Linked DNA regions of Mus musculus: region 1 is linked to region 2. A link is a contact called in public Hi-C data. All regions are on one chromosome and are shown on one strand. Each heading gives the region's core, a stretch centred on a gene start, on an enhancer-like site or on the middle of the called end of the contact. The rest is flanking DNA. Distances are from core to core; before and after follow the strand shown. Region 1 has its middle 57 kb from the start of Nox3. Region 2 has its middle 37 kb from the start of Gm34155.

What was found. Hi-C and Micro-C count contacts between places; a contact is called where the count stands out from the background.
Region 1: a contact with region 2 is called in a Hi-C map of reprogramming fibroblasts, with 2.2 times the contacts expected there. The contact joins two enhancer-like sites. A contact is called at or near these places in 1 of 15 datasets of contacts at CTCF or cohesin (embryonic stem cells), 7 of 484 Hi-C or Micro-C datasets (3T3-L1-derived adipocytes, cortical neurons, embryonic stem cells and 3 more) and 1 of 115 datasets of contacts at active chromatin or transcription factors (embryonic fibroblasts).

What each region holds. Positions count from the first base shown.
Region 1 is chr17:3,750,889-3,755,724 of GRCm38.p6, forward strand. No RefSeq gene overlaps it. Among named protein-coding and RNA genes, the nearest start is that of Nox3, 57 kb to the left of the region's middle. Within about 2 kb of position 2,388, at least 1 of the 459 cell types and tissues checked has an H3K27ac peak or open chromatin away from gene starts, as enhancers often do. A contact at or near this core is called in reprogramming fibroblasts, where this site is marked.
Region 2 is chr17:3,596,688-3,601,752 of GRCm38.p6, forward strand. No RefSeq gene overlaps it. Among named protein-coding and RNA genes, the nearest start is that of Gm34155, 37 kb to the left of the region's middle. Within about 2 kb of position 1,449, at least 39 of the 459 cell types and tissues checked have an H3K27ac peak or open chromatin away from gene starts, as enhancers often do. A contact at or near this core is called in reprogramming fibroblasts, where this site is marked.

The DNA of each region.
Region 1 (4,836 bases), core at 1,138-3,637, 160 kb after region 2:
TAAATAAATAGGAGAGACTCTAGATAAAATACCCTACAGTGAGGAGAGTGAACTTATAAAGCTCACCTCCAGCAGAAAGACGGCATCAGTTGAGGGATGGGGTTGTTATCCCACAGTCAAGACAGACCCATAATTATTCCTGTCTGAAAGAACTGCAGGGATAGAAATGGTGAAGGGACTGAGGAAAAGAAAGTCCAGCAACAGGCCCAAAGTAGGATCCAGTTCAAGGGGAGGTCCCAAGGCCTGGCACTATTACTGAGGCTATGGAGCGCTCACAAAAGGGACCTATCATTACTGCACTCCGAAAGACTCAACAAGCAGCTGAAAGAGTCAGATATAGATATTTGCACCCAACCAATGGATAGAAGCTGCTGACCCCTGTGGTTGAATTATGGAAAAGCTGGAAGAAGCTGTGGAGGAGGGCAACCCTGTAGGAGGACCAGCAGTCTCAATTAACCTGGACTCCTGAGATCTCTCAGATGCTGGATTACCAACCAGGTAGCATACACCAGCTGATATGAGGCCCCTGACACATATACAGCAGAGGACTGCCGGGTCTGGGTTCAGTCAGAGAAAATGTACCTAACCCTCAAGAGACTGGGGGCCCTAGAGAGTTTAGAGGTCTGGTGGGGCAGGGGGTGGGGACATCCTCATGGAGATGGGGGGTTGATGGGAAGAGGTATGGGATGTTGAACAGACAGAGGGTGGACCGGAAAGGGAATAAAATCTGTAGTGGAAAAAAATTTTTAAATTTAATTTTTAAATATCTAAATAAATAACAGAGGTCATCAAGGCTTATTAAACATACGGGAGACAAATAAGATCACTGGGAATAGATATTTCAGGAAGGGGGCCTCATATCCATATAATGTGTGGATAACGGCTTTTCTAGATACAGCAAAATGAGGCCATTTGACTCTTCAATTTGGCTGGTGTTTGACAAACTTTTGAATGTTATGCAAGCACCATCACAAACTAAACACAAAATGCTTATTAATCCCAAAGGCATTCCCATAGTTCTTTGGGTGTGAAAGGATGTCCCTTTGCCTTGGACTCTTGTAACTATTAATATATTTGTTGTATATTGTCTTTGTTACCTTTGTGGGTGTAGTGCTGCTTCCTTTCATATGTGATAGTCACCAAAATCCCCTTACACTCTTGAGTCATTTTTTGTCTGAGTCACATCTCTTCCAATGTTGATGATGTCAAGATTCAGGACTTGGCATTCTCATTGTTATGATAAAACTCCAGGAGAAACAAGGAGGAACAATTGTTTTGGCTCATGGTTTGAGTGGGGCAGCCCATCATGCTGAGGAGGGTAAGGAGGAAGGGAGCTTGCTGTGGGTGGGGCCACATGAGCATTGGGGAGTGAGTGACTTTACATTAGCAGCCAGAAAGTAAATGGGCTTGGTCCAAACTATGCTAGCCTGTTTTCTTTATAATTGCCATTTTTGTTTTCTAGAAAAATCTCTGTCAAAAGTTTTCTCTTGTGACTTCTTCCAAAAAATTAAAAAGTACATGTAGGTGTATGCTTTTTTTGAGTTAATTTTTGTGCAAATTTATAGGTTTTATTAAAAGCTTTTCACTTTTGCATATGGATCTCTAGCTATTCTAACACCATTTATTGATGTTTGTGTGGCAAGTCAGTCGATTATACATGGGCTGTACCTTTATATTCAATTTATTCTCTGACTCTGTATGTCTACAAACATAACTCATTTAATGATTATTATAGTTTTCAAAAACGTTTTTAAAATAGAGATTGTTCATTTCAAAGCTAGAGATTGAACTGGGGGCCTAACGTCAGCCAGGCAGGTAGGTAGTCTACCACAGAGTGACATCTCTGCCCTGAAATTAATTAATAAGTTCTTTATTAGTTTCTAGCTCTTTCTAAAAAAAGACATTTGAATGGTCTGACTTTTTCAGTCTTATAAAGTCAACTTGTCATTCTCACCGAAAAGCCTAATGAGATTTTAAAGTTTTGTTTGATGTTTTCAGTCAAAGAAGACAATATTATTAGAGTATAAAAGAAAAGTTCCAGGCCAGGCAAGCTGTAAATCTCATCAGCTGTCCTGTGGAGGAATAGGAGCAGGAGAAAGAGATAGAGGAGGAGGAGGGTGGAAGGGGAAGGGGGAGGAAGAAGAGGAAGAAGGGAAGGAAGGAGGGAGGGAAGAAGGGAGAGAAAGGAAGGAAGAGAGGGAGGGAGAGAGAAAGTGAAAGAGAGGGGGGAGGAAGGAGGGAGGGAGAAAGAATGAGAACTATGGAGTTTTAAGTAAAACTGGTATGAAGTGAGCCACATGGCAGACAGGCAGCCACAGGGTAGGAAGAAGAGCTCTGTAAAAGAATAAGGAAGCCCAAGGCACCAGAGAAGGCACACCCAGGTTCTAGCCAGCATGAGAAAGAAATAGACAGAAGACAAAAGAAATAGTTAAGTCTTTCTGAGTCAGGGCTGAAAAGGGTGAACAGATCAAGTTTAACCCCATGGAGTGTCTGAGTTAGGGTTTCTATTGCTGGGATGAAACACCATGACCAAAGCCTGCCTCTCTCTCTCTCTCTCTCTCTCTCTCTCTCTCTCTCTCTCTCTCCCCCTCTCTCTCTCTCTCTGTTTATTTGGCTTATACTTCTACAGCATTGTTCATTATCAGAGGAAGTCAGGACAGGAAACCAAGCAGGTCAGGAACCTGCAGGCAGGAACTGATCCAGAGGTCATGGAGGGATGCTGCTTACTGGCTTGCTTCCCCTGGCTTGCTCAGCCTGCTTCCTTATAAAACTCAGGACCACCAGCCCAGGAGTGGTACCACCCACATGAGTCATACCCACCTCCACTGGTCATTAATTATGAAAATGACCTATAGACATACCTATAGCTGGACATATGGAGACATTTTCTTAACCAAGGCTCCCTCTTCCCAGATGACTCTAGCTGTGTCAAGTAGACATATAACTATCCAGTACATGCAAGCTCTGTTAAGATTATTATTTTGAGTGCGTTTGATTCAGAGATTAATTTAAGGAGAAATTGTACCTGAACAGCTCCTTTCACTGGCCAGGAACTTGCTAAATAAGCTAATATGGCAGGGCCTAGACGCCTTGATCCATCTTCCCAGCAATAAGATTACATATCTAACTATAATTTTGGATTTGTCTTTATATTGTCTCAATTGAGTCAAATTTTGCATTGTATTTTTAAATGTCTGTTATTAAGTATGTACATTTTTAGTACCACAATGCATTGGCTATATGACACATGATGTCATCCACAATGCCACATGGCAGTTCCCATCCCAAACACTACCATGTGAGGTATAAACTCACTCCAGATTCCTGTTGATTAATCTTATTTCTCTATCTTTTGGCATTTTTAGAACATACAACCCAGGTTTTGCCAAGAATATAGGTCATTCTCCACAAACTGACAGCTAAGGCCCCATTGCTGAAGACAACACCTAAATAACATACTGAAGGTGGAGATGTTGAACCAGTGCCTATATAGAGCCTTCACTGCTGTGTTCCAGCATCTTTGGTGCAGGAATGCACTCTACATACACTCAAAGAAGAAATGTAAATGCCAAGCCAGTCACAAACCCTTTATCTAACAATGGCCTACTGCCTACAAGATCTGCTCAGGTAACGGTGGTACAAAAGCTTGTGGAAGTGACCAGCCAATGTCTGATTAAGACATTTAACTTAAGGCTCACGGCATGAAGTGGAACTCATAGGTGACATGGTTTGGGTAACTAAAACCCTGAAATTAGATAGCCTATGGAGCTATGGTAAAACCAAATATTACTGGTCTGAAAATAGGGGGGAAAAAGTAGTAATACAATGACTCCTACTGACATTCTGCTACATCCATTGATCAGTGCCTTGTTCATTCATCATCAGAGAAGATTCCTTCTGCAGTATGTGGGAAAAATACAGAGATCTGCAGTCCTACAGCCAGACATATACAGAGAGTGGGAGAGTAAGACACAAAGACACAGACACAGACACAGACACAGACACAGACACAGACACAGACACAGACACAGACACAGACACAGACACAGACACAGACACAGACACAGACACAGACACAGACACAGACACAGACAGACCTTAGAACACTAAGCTCAGGGAACCCCATAGAATATGCAGCAGGATGTGTAACAGCCAAAGGGGATAGAGGACACCAAGAAATGAAGACCCTTTAAGTCAACATAAACAAAACTCATCTGAACTCACAGAGATTGAAGTAGTAAGCACAGGGCCTGCATGGGTCTGCATTAGTTCCTCTATATATGTATCATGGCTTCCAGATTAGTATTTTTTATAGGATTCCTGAGTGTGTCAACTAGTGGGTCTCAGATTCTTGTGCCTTCTTGTGGGCTCTTTTCCTTCAGTTGGTTTGCCCTTTCCAATTTTCATGTAAAAGGTTTTTTTTTTGGTTTATTATATTTTAGTTATTTTTGTTTTATGATATCTCACTTTGCTATATTTTAAAGACATGAATGAATGAAAATGTAGGCACTAAGGTAAAGGTTAACAGTTGAACTGTCACTTATGACTGCTGGGAGAGGGAAAAATATATTTTCTCCAATAGAGTGACACTGGCTATATCAGTTACTCCAGGGCAGGCCTGATGTTCAGTAGTAACTGACCAACTTATAATTGACTCCACAGTGTATATGTGTGTGTGTGTGCGTGTGTGCATGTGTGAGTGTGTGTGTGTATGTGTGTGTGTGTGTATGTGTGTGTATGTGTGTGTCTATGTATGTGGGTGTGTATATGTGTTTGTGTATGTGAGTGTGTATATGTGTGTGTGTGTTTGTGGGTTTGTTTTCTTGGTTTTGTGGG
Region 2 (5,065 bases), core at 199-2,698:
TATAATGGAAACCTCCAGAACTATATGCATGCCTCAGAGTGTGAGCAAGTTGAATGCAATTTAGGGGAAGGCTTACCAAGATTCATATCATTAAATTTGTGGCCTATAGGAAAAAATACTTCATAAACTCATGACCAATATGCTGGATAAGGATGACACTGAACTCAGCAGGAAGATGACTCTAAGAGGGGATGGGGCTCGGGATGGAGAGAAACAAGCTTGGGAAGATGCGAGTAAAATTTGTTTTGTTTATTTATCCAACCTATCTGACCTTGGTGCATGGCACACATTTTGAGAGGAGGAGATGCAGCTGAGCGGTTCCATCTCACAGAAGCAGAATAAAGCTTGGGAAACCACGGGAACCCCTTTTGCTCAAGAGTGCCAAGTCAGAAACAGTGCTTCTGGTCTTTGTGTGGGCTCTCTGTAGCAGCAGGCTTTCTGGGGAAGACACAGACAAGGTTAGAGGCAAGGAAGAAGAGTGAACATTGAGATCATTTAATTGCAAGAACTGATGCTTATAGTGAGTAACCCAGCCTCGGGGCTGTTTTTCCTGGCAGAATCTGGTTAGTCTAGGATGAAGCTTGCAGTCTCTCTCTCTCCCCTTTATACTTCCTGTGTATTTTCAGCTGTTCATTTACAGAAGTACCCATGACCTCTTGGTTTATTTTCTTGTCTCAAGTCCAGTTCATACCAGACATGACTACACCATACTTTCCCTTGGAGAAAGTATGCTATCATAAACACCACAGGGCAGGCTGAGCTTGCTGCCCATAAGCAAGCTTAGCCCTCTCTCTAGCCTAAGAGTGAGTTCTAACTTCTCTCTACTGTGATGACACACCTTGCTCACATAGCCAGGCAATTCTTTATACCCCTCCCTTTTTTTCATGTCTATGGTTAATCTCCATTTCCCTGTTAAATTTGAGCTTCTTCTACGGCTCTGCTCCATTTCCCACCCTACATTGTCTGACACACAAATGCCAGAACATTTTCCATATACTTCAAAAATCACATTGAAAAGGTTTTAGAGAACTTTTGATGCCAGTGGAATAAAGACTGAGTAAGACCACACAGTTTGCTAGGGCTAGAGCCCAGGAGTTTTGTTATGTTAAGTCTAGTATTTTCTTTTTGACTGAAGTATACTTTGTGTGATGAATTCCCACCCAGGGATGCATTGTTTTTCCTATTTTATTCCTGTATACCTTCACTCTCCATACTGTTTTAATCTGTAAACTCTCTCTGTTTCTTTTGGAAGAAAGAGAGATTATAAAACTTACATAAATAGAAACAAATGTTAATAAGAATGTGCTGCATAGCTAGACAAGCATAACTACATTGAATAAACAGAGCTTCATTGTTTCTAGAGATGAATTGTGCCAAAAGGATGTTGATTTCACATGCCACTGGGTAGCCAGGGCAAGGAGGGCTCTGACTTGGCATTCTTCTCCCATTGACTCCCCCATCCAGAGGCTCATTTGTGCCTTGCTGTGTTAGAGAGCTTTGTACTGCGCCCTGGCTCAGTCATGCTGTGATTTGAGAATATCCAGGTGGTTTAACATGCAATATTGTTCAAGAGGAAAATACCATCTATCTAAGGAATGCTAACCAAACCCCATTGTAACAACAGCTAACTTAAGACTGGAAGAAGCCAACAAGATTTATTTATAAAGACATAACTTGGCCTTAAGTGGTCTTTCACAGGGGGTCTTGTCTTTGTGGCCCCTGGATCAGCAGATTAGCCAACAAAAGCAGAGGGCTTTGGGATAGAAGAGGTCCATACTCAAAAGTTTATAGACATTTGGGAAAGCATGCTTTGACTCCAAGACTTGAGAAGAATACTACACTTGGCTCAGCTTCCCAAAGCAAACTGTACATTCCAACTGGACACCATCAGCAATCAGTGGACTTCTTATGTCAAGAACTTAAAACAAATGAGGTATTGGTTCACTATACGAAGCCCTTATTGGGCAATTTTCATCTTCATTGCTCTTTCTAAATGTTAACTAATTAATCTGCTTGACAGTGTACCATTTAACAGTTGTATACAATTTAACTCCATAAACTCTTAGACCCTTTTTTATTACTTTGATATTTAATTTCTGGGGTTCCCCCTCATCTTCTCCCATGGCCAAATTAGCACAGTTCTTTGATGATACAGTGTAGTGCCACCAGTTTGGGAGTTTTCACAGTGATAGATGCTGAACAAGGAAATAAGATTATGCTATGGGAAGGAGGGAAGGAAAGAAGCAGCCCGGCTTGTGTGGATTTCAGAAGTGAAGTGTGCCCAGGGATACAGCTAGAGTTCACACAGCCAAAATACTGCCTTTGACTTTGACACCAACATTGAGTGTTTAAATATCCTACCTTAGCATAAGCCTGGTATGTGGTAGACAGTCAGTCAATACTTGTTGGCTGGATTAGGTAGTGTGCCGAAGAATAGCCATGCCTGCCCCTTCATTCTAGTGTGTTCTCTTCCTACTCTTGTGTCCCCTTGCTTCTCTGGCGTGAGTATTCATCAGTATGTTACTCTACTCAATAAGCTACTTTGTACGTATGTATGTATGTACGTACGTACGTATGTATGTATATATGTATGTATATGTATGTATGTGTATGTATGCATGTGTATATATGCATTTGTGTGTGTGTATATATGTATGTATGTATACATATGCAGAAGTAGGGTTACAGTTGAGAATAAAACAAATCTCCTTTCCCCATCATGTAGACCCAGGACTATCAACTCTGAGAGTCACTTCAAGCTCTTGCTGTCATCATCCCACACTATTTGTCTTGTAGCGTTCCTCCAGGAAAAAGCATTCGACACGCTTGTTTTGTTGGTGTATTTGTTGTAAAATCTTTTCATTCACCCTTCAAGGTCTGCCCCCAGGAGTTAGGGACAAGTCACAGTCTTACCATTTGAACTACTAGGCCTTAGATTCCTATGTTATGGACCTAGTTAACAGTGCAGTGAGAATTATACATCAACTTAACCCAACACACACACACATGCACACAAACACACACATACACACACTCACACATACATATACATAAGAACACTTTGGTATAGTTATAATGTACTTCTATATTTACATATGTCGATGTACAAACATATGTATATGAGCAATATGCATACGATTGATCTTCAGGAGTTCATAACCTTGGACCCTAGTTGAAGTGTTACTGAGCATCTCACCATCCTATATATTTTATTGTACTTCTATCTCAGCTGAGGCTTTTGTTTATTGGACATGTCTTGTATTACCACTGGGTTTTGTAGGTAAATACGTCCCCTTACTTTGATGACTTTGATGGCTTCTTGGCATTGCCAAGGTAGAACCTTACATGTATAGCATATTTTAGCTGTACATCTTCTGCTTTCTGAACCATCTTTCATCTTCTGGTGGAATCAGCATGCTGTCTTCAGTGTATGGTTTGTGAGGATATTATGCTGTGTGTTCTCTATATGCCCGAAGCCTGGGAAATCTATCATCTTCCTACATAATTGGTATTATACACAACTCCCTTGAACATGTACTCTCTTACAGTTGTCTATAAGGAATTTTATCTGCCAGTTTCCTACTCCACATATGCTGTCTTGTGAAAATTTCACAGTTTCCTCTGTGTAATGGCATAATATTTCATTATTAAAAAGAGCTTAGTGTCATGTAAAACCCGAGAATGTTATTATAAACAGTCTCTTGTTATGTCTTAGTGTTCATGTGAGAGTTGAGCAATTTAAAAAGTTTTGCCCCTCCTTGCCTGTCTCTTCTAAAATAAGATAATAAACTGAATTCCATGTTTGGTCCCAAACAATGTGTTGAACAAGGTTAACTTCTCTGGCTAGATGGATTTCTGGATGACTTTGGTTTTGTTCTTTTGGCCTTCCTGTTTTCCACAAAGAACATTTATAGCTTTGGTAACAAACATATACAGTTCATAGGTTTTAATGGAATCTAATTAAAATCTTACAGGGTATTTATTTATTTAAATAATTTAAAGTCATTTTTATATTATGTGTATGAGTGTTCTGCTTGTAATATACTATTTGTGTGTCTGTTGACCACGGAGGCCAGATGAGGGCCTTGGACCCTCTGGAGCAGGAGTTACTGAAGGCTATGATCTACCAGGTGAGTGCTGGAGACTGAACCTGGGTTCTCTACAAGAACATATAGGATCTTAGCTATTAAGCCATCTCCAGTCCCAGTTAGTAGGTATTTAAATAAAGATGCTAATGATTTCTGCCTTCTCCCTTTGCTTCATTAGAAATATTAGGTAGCAACCAATATATTAATGAAGCACATAAAAAGTATTAGGAAGTATACTCTCCCTTTCTAAAATTCCTCTGTCTTCCTTACCACAAATTGTCTTTCTCATAAATGCACGGGGTATTATATTCTTGGCTCCTGCTCACGAAATCTCTGTTCTGTGAACAGCTTACACGTTCTTTGTTAAACTGATCTGTTCAAAGAAGTTTTAATAGATCCAAAACTTCACTTCCACCCTTGGGTGGAGCTGGCTGATTTCTAGTGATTTCTCTATTTCTGGAAAGGCATCTCTGATGGAACACATTCTCGACTCTGTTCAGAACATTTTGTTTATTTCTGGAGATTTGATTTTGTACCTGTGACTGATCTGCTTCAGAAATTAATTTATAAGCATCACGAAGCCTCTCCTGCATAAATGGCCTCATCCTGCTCTCTGCCCTTTAGACTTACACTGTGGCTACCATTGACTCCCCCACTCTCTTTCTGGCTCCCATATTTCTGATGAAGATTTTGTTTCTGGGCTTGGGTCTTTTTAGCTTGTAAAAAGCTAAAAAGCTTTAATTTCCATTTTCATCTGTTTTGCTATCCATAGCATTTCCTTATATTTCTCTACCTAGACACATTTATAAAGATCTTTTCTTCTTAAACGTCACTGACAGTTTTATATGGAGTTTTCTTATATTTCCTGAAGTTGTTCCTTGTCTTTGTCTTAATGGCTTGAAATTTTTCTTGGATGTCAAGCATACAGTTTATTGAACGTTTTGCATGTTCTTAGAGCTTTTATATCAGTTTTTTTT